Linked DNA regions of Mus musculus: regions 1 and 2 are each linked to region 3. The links are chromatin contacts, called in public HiChIP or PLAC-seq maps. All regions are on one chromosome and are shown on one strand. The core of a region is the stretch at or near the end of the contact, and the rest is flanking DNA. Distances in the headings are between cores, read along the strand shown.

What was found. HiChIP or PLAC-seq counts read pairs in DNA pulled down with a chosen protein or histone mark.
Region 1: a RAD21 HiChIP or PLAC-seq map of pro-B cells shows a contact between it and region 3, with 4 times the contacts expected there. The contact joins two enhancer-like sites. A contact is called at or near these places in 1 of 15 datasets of contacts at CTCF or cohesin (pro-B cells) and 1 of 484 Hi-C or Micro-C datasets (myocytes).
Region 2: an H3K4me3 HiChIP or PLAC-seq map of the 230-238 cell line shows a contact between it and region 3, with 19 read pairs. The contact joins two enhancer-like sites. A contact is called at or near these places in 3 of 484 Hi-C or Micro-C datasets (macrophages, pre-B cells and pro-B cells) and 3 of 115 datasets of contacts at active chromatin or transcription factors (the 230-238 cell line and large pre-B cells).

The regions. Positions count from the first base shown.
Region 1 is chr13:83,457,279-83,460,374 of GRCm38.p6, forward strand. No RefSeq gene overlaps it. Among named protein-coding and RNA genes, the nearest start is that of Gm33274, 12 kb to the left of the region's middle. Within about 2 kb of position 1,638, at least 17 of the 459 cell types and tissues checked have an H3K27ac peak or open chromatin away from gene starts, as enhancers often do. A contact at or near this core is called in pro-B cells, where this site is marked.
Region 2 is chr13:83,607,716-83,611,009 of GRCm38.p6, forward strand. All of the region lies in intron 3 of Mef2c (myocyte enhancer factor 2C), which reads left to right. Gm52043 (a long non-coding RNA gene) reads right to left here. Exons shown (of 3, transcript XR_003950628.1): 1 at 1-3,294. Among named protein-coding and RNA genes, the nearest start is that of Gm52043, 16 kb to the right of the region's middle. Within about 2 kb of position 1,611, at least 111 of the 459 cell types and tissues checked have an H3K27ac peak or open chromatin away from gene starts, as enhancers often do. A contact at or near this core is called in the 230-238 cell line, pre-B cells and pro-B cells, where this site is marked.
Region 3 is chr13:83,111,386-83,114,610 of GRCm38.p6, forward strand. All of the region lies in intron 1 of Gm33073 (a long non-coding RNA gene), which reads right to left. Among named protein-coding and RNA genes, the nearest start is that of Gm33073, 7.5 kb to the right of the region's middle. Within about 2 kb of position 1,531, at least 66 of the 459 cell types and tissues checked have an H3K27ac peak or open chromatin away from gene starts, as enhancers often do. A contact at or near this core is called in the 230-238 cell line, pre-B cells and pro-B cells, where this site is marked.

The DNA.
Region 1 (3,096 bases), core at 388-2,887, 350 kb after region 3:
TTCTCAGCCTCAAATTGTTTCCCATAGATGAACCTGCCATCATGCCATCATATATGTGAATTTACCACCCTAGCACATGAATCATGGGATAATTCTGTGAAAGGAGGCACCCTTACATCCACATGTTTCTCTCCAGTGCCATTGACCTTATATTAATAATTCTTCTTTTGCTTTTCTGAAATCAGGCAGAAAAAAAGTTTTCTCTCCAGACTGGAACGATAGCAATACAATGGATATGCTAATAGGTGGGGGGATATTTTTGTGGAGTTTCAACACTAGACAGAGAACTATGAAGCAACTGATGAGTTCTGGTAGAAGGAGAGTTAGTTTCTCTCAATGGTGAGTTCCCTTATTGATTGTCCATTGAAAATGTTTAGACTTGAATCCATATAAACAAAAAAGACAAAACACAGACTAAGCAGACTTTAGTAAGTCCTCTGTGTGTGTGTGCGTGTGTGTGTGTGTGTGTGTGTGTCACAATAATAATCAAAGTAAAAGAGGATATTGAATTGAATGTGGGAAGGACTGGGTAAAAAGAAGAAAAATGATGTTATTCAATGTCAACTAAAAAGTAGTTTAAAAAATAACAATAAATAATTTCCTAATTTATTTAGGAAACTGGAAAAAGCTGCTTGCCATCATTTTTGGTGTTTTGGTGGAAGCTCTAGGAGGCAGAGAGGAGAGAAAAAGGCAAGAGTTTGCACTGCCCCATCATACTGCTCCCTGTCCACTGTACTGCCAGTCATTCTCTCCCATCATAGTGCTCCCTGTCCACTGCATCACCTGTCATTCTTTCCCATCACACTGCTCCCTGTCCACTGTACCACCTATCACTCTCTCCCATCATAGTGTTCCCTTTCCACTGCATCACCTGTCACTTTTTCCCATCACAGTGCTCCCTGTCGACTGTACTGCCTAACACTCTCTCCCATCACACTGCTCCCTGTCCACTGCACTGCCTGTCACTCTCTCCCATCACTGCTCCCTGTCCACTGTACCGTGTGTCGTTTTCAGGGCATTTTCAGCTTGCTAAATCAGTTTGAATTATATTTCCTGTTACTTGCAACCAAAATATATGAACATACATATGGGAGAACACAAAAATAAGAAGGGCAATTTATACTTCTTTATGTATTCCAATCTTATGTACAAAGCCATTTAAATACTGTTGGTGTTTAAATTGTTTAATGTTAAAGTATGTGAGGCCTTTTAGATCTCAGAAATACCAAATATTACCTTCACAGAATAGTTTCTGAGATCTCAGCCGTCCGCAACAGCAGATGTCTTTACAAGAAGGAAACACAATCATGCCTTTTCAGGTTTTATATAGTTCAGTATGTCAGTGGATAGCCCATCTGGTTTACAGGTGTCAGCCCCAGAAAACTTGGGGAAGAAGTTAATGCAGAAGGGAAAATATAAGTTGAACATCCTCTGAATGGGTCTCCTCTGCTCAAGAGGAAAGGGGGGATTCTCTACCCACACATTGAGCTTTCTGTTTCTGTTTTGTAGTACTCCATCTTAGCCCCCCTCTCCCTTCACAACTGAAAGGCATTGGGGAAAATAGACCTCACCAAAGCACAAACTAGAATGACCCACAGTGCAGTGCTGGAAGACAGCCAGGTCTCCAGCATTGATGTGGTCTCCCTTAACCCCTCTGGGGTGGATACATGTCTAGGCTTAGTGACAGCAAGCTATTGCAGCAGCTGGCACACAAGGAACTAAAGTAGAGTTGCTGCAAGAAGGGTGGGCAGAAGAAACACTCCAGAAAATGCTGAAGTATAATTTCAAGCAAACTGCACTGTTTGGAATGTGGGAAACCACAGAGTAAACAGGCCAATCTGGCATGCAGTAGGCAACAGTAAGGCAGGACATTTTTAATGTGACCCAACAGATCAAAGATCTGTAGCAGTCAGCATGAAACATTATTCTACAATATTGATTCATTCTGTGAACAACTGTTTGTTGCATACCTATGAACAACTGTTTGTTGCATACCTACTATGTGCCATATCTATGACACTGGAACCTGAAGAGGAAAGAATGATTCTGTCTTTCTGTACTAAAAGCTAATGCCATCAGACACAGATGTCCAAAATACAGATAATTTTACTTTTTTTTTCTCCAGTAACAGTACATTTATGTTTATTTGGAATCCCCATTCACATCATGGCAGAAATAAGGCCTACTTTTAGTCTACTTTCCAATTAGTTGCCTATCATAACAGGGACTGGAAAAAGAAGAGAGGAGGTAAAGAGGAGAGAAGAGGAAAGGAGAGGAGAGGAGGGGAGGGGAGGGGAGGGGAGAGGAGGGGAGGGGAGGGGAGGGGAGGGGAGGGGAGGGGAGGGGAGGGGAGGGGAGGGGAGGGGAGGGGAGGGGAGGGGAGGAATCTTGACTTATCATCAACATCCTACCAGCATTCTGACCCATTTTGTGTTCATCTCCATGTGCGCATGTGGTTAAGGGAGATTCTCTGGGTCCTGTGCTCACATAGCTGTGGTTTCAGCATCCTCAGATGTTTCTCTGCTGTCTCGCTGTTCATGCATCATCTTGAATCCTGTCCAAACAGTTGCCAGCATCTACAATCTCTTCTTTCCCAGCACGCTACCATTTTATGAACTAATGACAATTTTACCAGCCCTTGACTGAGGAGAGTGTAAAAATAACTATTTTTACCCAGGTGTAATTGTCATTTTAGATGCTTACTGATGATTAAGCTCACCATTTCTCTTTCCTAACTCTTTCTGGCTGTAGCAACTTAGCTGTTCTAGCCAAAACTTCTCTCTAAGCTGGCTGATTCAAACTGGCTTCTCTCAGCTTCTCACTGAACTGCTATTTGGCCTCAAATTAACTCTTGCAATCTGTTCTTATCTTCTGGCTCCCCTTCTCTTTCTCTGGTTCATTCCATCTTCACCTGTGCCTGCATTCTGTCTCTGTAAAAAACATCCAAGTAAAAACTGGCTCTCTCTCTGTCTCTCTCTCTCTGTCTCTCTCTGTGTGTCTGTCTGTGTCTGTCTGTGTCTGTCTGTGTCTGTCTGTCTGTCTGTCTGTCTGTCTCTCTCTCTCTCTCTTTCTCTCTCCTCTGCCTTCTTAAGTAGC
Region 2 (3,294 bases), core at 361-2,860, 500 kb after region 3:
TTATAAGCTAAGGGTCAGAGTGTGCCTGCCCTACTGTGTTTAAGGACCTGAGAGAAATGAGTACTCAGCATAAGGAGTGAAGTCATTTTGTGAAGTACTTTACATGATAGAGGGATAAATGGTATTTAATGAAGTTCTTCTGACAGTCTACTGATTTTTTTATACTGAGAAAATATGCACAAATGGAAAACTAATCCTATTAAGAAACATCAAAAATAATGTTGAAAAGAAATAAGGACTCCATCTAACAGGGTACCTATCCCAGTTTCTATTAGCAAACTTTGTTAGGGTTATAATTCAATGTGTAGTTTGCCTTCTTAACTGTGTGCCTCTGAGAAAAAGCCTTGTGTGTGAGAGGGGTGGAGTGTGAAGACACTGAACTTTAAAAGCCTGAGAAGGTAATCAGAAATCTAACAAAGAGTTCTTCTCCTCTGCTGCTGCTTCCTTTCTGACTCAAAATAATTAATTTCATTATAATACTAACCAGTCAGAGGTGTTTAGTGTGGTGATCCTGTTAACGATAAAAACACATGCGTGTCCTAAATTGCTTCTAGTGAAACTTTTAAGTGTCTCTGTGCCAACTCCCTCAGTATTTTGATGGCAGTATGATCCATGCTGCTGGAAGGGAGCCAAGCATTTGCTAATGTATTATACATTTGGCTCAGTTCCAGGACAGCAGGTGTTTTAAATATTCCAGTCACACACCCACAATGTATATTGCCACTGGGGGAAATAGCATTTCTAAACCACTGATGTTTACTCTGAGCCACACCTAGTTTGCTCTGTAAGGACAGTGTGGATGAACCGTGATGGGGAAGGAAACTTTCTCTGATTGGAGGTGCAGCAAACAAGTCGTTCTGAAGTCTACATTTGACCACTGGCTCCCAGACCAAGGCACTAGTTGTTAGCAACCAGAAAACAAGTCATCAAAATCCAGAAAAACAGTTCAACACCTTCCATAAGCGAGTTTCTGTGAATAGGAGAAATTCTACTTATATTAGAGAAAATAGTAATAAATTGTATGATAATAAATTGGTAGGTTCTGATTAGAGGGCGAAATCTGTGTGTCATTAGAATCCACCATTCAGTTTGCAAGCAAACTAATGTGGGGGAAAGAAAACCTGACTTTCCTGGGGTTCTAATTTCTAAATTGAAGTGTTTCCTTTTAGAGGGGAAAAAAAGGCAATAATAGCTGTGTGGAAATACATCTACACAGAAATAATTCAGAAAATTATTTCAAAAGTTTTAACTTCCTGCTAGAGATCCACACATGCACAAGAGACAGAGATCTAAGGAGAGAGGGGGGAGAGGGAGGTGAGGGGAAAGGGGTGGCTTGCTGCTGCCACTATCCGCTGCTGTGGCTTTCATAAAGGGATGAAACCTGCAGTCCCAGCAGATGAACTCAGATGCACAGCTTCCATTTCCCTAAGCACAGGTTCCTGTGTCAGATCAACAAACCTTCATTGATCTTTCTCTAACCCTTTGGCCTCAGCAATAACTAATGCACAAGGGCTGGTAAGAGGTTTCTGACTGCCCCCTGCCACCTGCTGTCACCTCATGCTTCATTTCAGTATAGATGGGGCCTCTTTGATGATTGGTCAATAATGCACATTACCTCATGGAAACAGGCTTTGAACTGCAATTTTACTTCCTCTTTTAATGGTGCTGTTTCCTCTCATCTTTCAACTGTGATCTTTAAAAAGAAGCGAGATGTTATTCAAAGCCATGGTGACGGCAAGTTTGAGCATTGTGAAACTGTTAAGTGGTTAGTTAGTGTTATTTGTCCAACAGAGAACTGATGTTAAAGTCCATGCAGAACTCCAAGCATGGCTACGAGAAATGCCTTTAAATATTATACAACATGATTTTATTTCCGTTTCCACAACATCCAGTTTTCCATCTGAGAGACATGGGTATTGAGTGTGCTGTGGTAAGCCTCCAGAGAAAACAGAGAGTTCACAACTGCAGAGACAGTCGGAGACTGTGGGTGGCATTTCTCTGCTGAGTCAGGTCCCCAGGTTTTACCAACAGTGCAGATTTTCTGACAAGATGTGAAAGCCCAAGTCTGTGGTTCTTGAAGCTCTTCTGAAATAGTCCCCTTTTCCTTGCAACTTTGGGAAATTTTCACTTAAGATTTTATTTTTTCCCCCTGTCTTCCTCATAGCTGTTAAAGAAAATTGAGAAGTCTTACACTGGATTCCTTTACATTTCCTATCACCCGGCCTATAAATTAAAACAGCATTCCTTGTGTCTGTGTTAAAATGGGGGAAAGAAGCAGCTCACGTAGCTGTGGATAGGAAAGGAATCCTTAAGATGCATGCAAGTTTTCCGCAAGACCCACAGCACTGTGCAGAGTCCATTATTCGTTTGTTCATAAAAGTATATACTTTCAAAAAAAAAAAGTATATACTTTCTCTTCCACACCCACGTCTTCCCACCCCTCACCTGTCCAGGCGATCAGAAACAAAGAACTGAGCAGTTGGCTTAATCTCAAAAGTGTAGATTCTCACAAAATAAATAATTAAAACGTGTTTTTCTCAGTAACTGAGAATTGGGATTCTTACGAGGAGCATCTTACTAATCGCAATAGCTCTGCACGTGGATGCCCCCAAGTCAGCCTACGTGTCTTAGACCACACTCCCTCTCAGCCTCAGGAGCTAAAAGAAATACGATCTTTCTGTCCCTTCCTTTCAGCCAGAGAGATACTACCTAGCTGCCAGAGAAGGGGCTGTCCTCTCTATCCAGTGGTCACTGGAGTATCAATGAGGAAATAGTATAGATAAGATTACATGTTAGAACATACATTTTATTATAGATATTGCCCTTGGTGGAAAAAAATTATCAGGCAAACTGGTCAAAAGTTACATAGATATGATTTTCATGTTTTTGTGTGCTTGTTGAAAGACTCAACCCAGGTAGGTTCTTGCATATACTAGGGATACACTCTACCTATGAGCTGTGTTCCCTGTCCCTAGGAAATCTTTATTAAGAGACAATCTGGCAGCAGCACAGTTCTAAGACAAATACCTTACTAAATCCTTGGAAGTAAGCAGTGTAGTTCACACACAGTACATAAGCTTGCTTCTATAGTAACTATCTTGGGATTTTTTTTCCTAAACCATTGGCATCCATGGAATGGCAATCATAGTAGATCTCCACGTATCTACTATGACACTACTATATAGTGTGTGTGTGTGTGTGTGTGTGTGTGTGTGTGTGTGTGTGTGTGTGTGTATCCATGCAAGGATGCAAGTATGCATGGATAAACTCTTGACAAAGATAATTGCTCCACAA
Region 3 (3,225 bases), core at 281-2,780:
TCATGAGTGAGTTTCTGGCAGGCCACGAGTTTTACTAAACCCCTTCCCTAGTGCCCTCTTCAATTTTAGATCCTTGCTTGATGTGAAATGTCTAAGACAGTCATTTTAATAGACAAAAGAGTAGAGATAGCCCAAATACCAATGGTCAGGAAACAGGCATTTGTGAGGTGGGAGAATAAGAAGCCCCTGTGATCATTTTTATTCAATGAAAGCCATTCCTTTGGGTGGGAGTGTCAAATTCTAGTACCCACACATGCTGCCCGCATACCACACAAGCTGCAGGAATGCAGATTTCTGTATCTGAGAGCAGCTGCTAAGTGAAGTGGAACATCCAACAGATGGCTGCATTGTCATTGTTGGGGGAGGAGGAGAGAGGAGCTATTTTGGTTTTTCTGTTGAACGTGTATATGTGTATGAAGGCATGTGTGTACTTCACAGTATTCTGTTCTCCACTACCTATGATCTTTTCCACTATAGATATTTCTCCTGTGCTGTCAAAGACTGGTTTTGAATTTGCATATTAGGACAGTCACTAGAGGTTTTTTGATCATTTAGTATTTAATGGATGAGAAAAGAAAGGTCCAAGGGCACACAGCTATTAAAGCCAAACTCAGAATTTTTTCACTAGGGCATGCAATATAACAAAATTAATTAATAAAATTATTAAGTAAATAACACTCTACATAGTGATAGATCACAGAGGAGAACAATTCAAGGGTCACAGCTTCTCAGTCTTTAAAAATATATAAGTGCATTTTTCCCTTAAAAAATTATGGTGGAGTTGCTTTGCAGTTCTCAGAAGAAAAAAAAAAGTAAGTATTCAAACTAGTCAATATGAGCATTTTATTATGAAGCTTATTAGATTTTAAACAATTTGATTCATGGTGCTCCACAATTTTAATAGCATATTTAGAAATAATAGACTTCGGCAAATCAGGTTGTAGAACTGCTATCAAAATCCATGCATAAATGCAAATTAAAAACCTTAGGTCCCATCCTGACCTGCTTGCAAAATGTCCCTATTCCCCTTCTGATGGTAGCTTAAAGAGTACCATCACATAGCTTATTCATTGATGTGTGTGTGTGTGTGTGTGTGTGTTTCTAGAAATAGAATCAATAGAGAACAGACAAACCCACAGTTGCCAGTTTGTACAGTTTTGTGGTTTCTGCCAGGGCTACTGACTCGAGAAGGTCTACCAGATAATGAAAGCAAACTATTTCAGTTCCTGTGGGTCTAGAGTGCTTCTGTAAAGTTCTGGTTTGAAACAAATGAATAACAAATTAAAAGGCATAGTAAAATAAGGGGGTGGTTAAAATATATTAACTGAAATCAATGTAGGAGAAACATAGTTAAAAACCTTGCATTCTCAGCAACAGCCTGAGATGTATTTGGGTAATTCTTTAAATTTATGATAAAAGCCTTTTAGCAGAAAGTCAATACACATAGGTGGTGAAGCAAGTATATCATCCTGTACTGGAGGTTGCATTAAACATTCGGTGTGAGCTCCACTGCTCATAGGAAGTAAGCAGGAGTTCATCCAACGAACGCACAGTATCACAGAGACCAAGCGTTCTTCTGTAGACAGTCTGTGGAGCCATGCTGATTACCATGCAGTCCTCTGCCTAGGGTGCTCACTGACGTCAACAAGGGTCCTGGAAATGAAGCAGGATCAAAATCCCAGAAGCCTGGACTAATAATAGAGTAAAGATGGAGAACAGATGGAAAGCAAAGCTTCATGGATAGAGTGTGACCTCATGTTATAAATTCGTCAAGTGGAATAAACAACAACAAAGTATGGAAGGCCTGTGAGAACTCACTGATGTCAAACTTCCAGAAATTTGCTGACTGAAAAAATGCCTAGATACAGAGAAAACTTTCCAAAGGAGTTCAGGGGCATCAATTTTTGGATTAATTATGCCTGTGTCTGAGAGCAAAGACACTTAAAATTAAAACCATAGTACTTTGAACATAGACTACTAGCTTTATCCCTTTACCCTTCATTAATATATGGATTCACCTAAGTTATTTTCCTCTCACTTGAGCAAACCTGTCATCTGTGAGAGGGCAAAGCCATAAATGTAGAACCTGGAGATGAAATCCCAGAAAACACTAGGCCTGAAGCAAAACATTGCAAGCGGTCTGCCACATCTTCAACAAATAGAAGTGCTTTTTCAAGTGTCTCTGTCTCGTGTGTGTGTGTGTGTGTGTGTGTGTGTGTGTGTGTGTGTGTGTGTGTGTGTTTAAGCAATCAATGCACACTTTGTGTCTTAGTCTGTATTCTGTTGCCGTGAAGACGCACTATGAGCATGGCAATTCTTATAAAGGAACACATTAAGTTGGAGCCACCTTGTACTTTCAGAGGTTTAGTCACTTGTCATGTAGAAGCATGTTGACATGCAGGCAGATGCTTCGTCAGGATCAGCAGGCTGCAGAAAGAGACAATCACTGGAGCAGGCTTGAATATTTGAAACCTCATACCTAACCCACAGTGACACACTTTCTTCAACAAGGCTACAAGTGCCACTCCTTGGCTAACAAACAGTTAAATATATAAGCTTATATATTTGAGGTCATTCTTATTTAAACCTCCACATTCCACTCCCTGGCCTCCATAGGCTTATAGCCATATCATAATGCAAATATGTATTCAGTTCAACTTAGAATATCCCCATAGTTTAGCACAGTCTCAACATTGTTTAAAAGCATAAAGTTCACACTCCTTTTGAGGACTGGTGGCATTCTTTTTACCCTAATTTTCTATAAAATCAAAATTAAAAGAAATTTAATTTAAAAGATTCACCATACTTTCCAACAAACAGTGGTATAGAATAGACATTGCAAGTCCCAAAGGGAGAAAAGGGAACACCATGAAGAAACACTGGACCATGGCTAAAAACAGCTGAGAAAACTCCAAGCTCTACATCTTCAAAGTATGTTTCAGATCTCGAAGTCCTTTTAGCTTTGTTGACTACAAAATACATCTTCCTCTTTAGTTGTTTCTACTCCCTTTTAACAGCTTCTTTCAACAGGTTCTCCATGGCTCTGGCTTCATGGACATCTCCAAGGCAGTCCAGACTTCACTTTTGTAGCTTCATGAAGTAGCTCTTCTTGATCTCCATGCAGAAACATTTCTGCCACACTCCTGACGTCAGCAACTTTCCTTAGTCACAGAGGGGCATTTTGTAACCCTTTTCTTGTATCAGTGAAGTTGCAAAGTTCTGCTG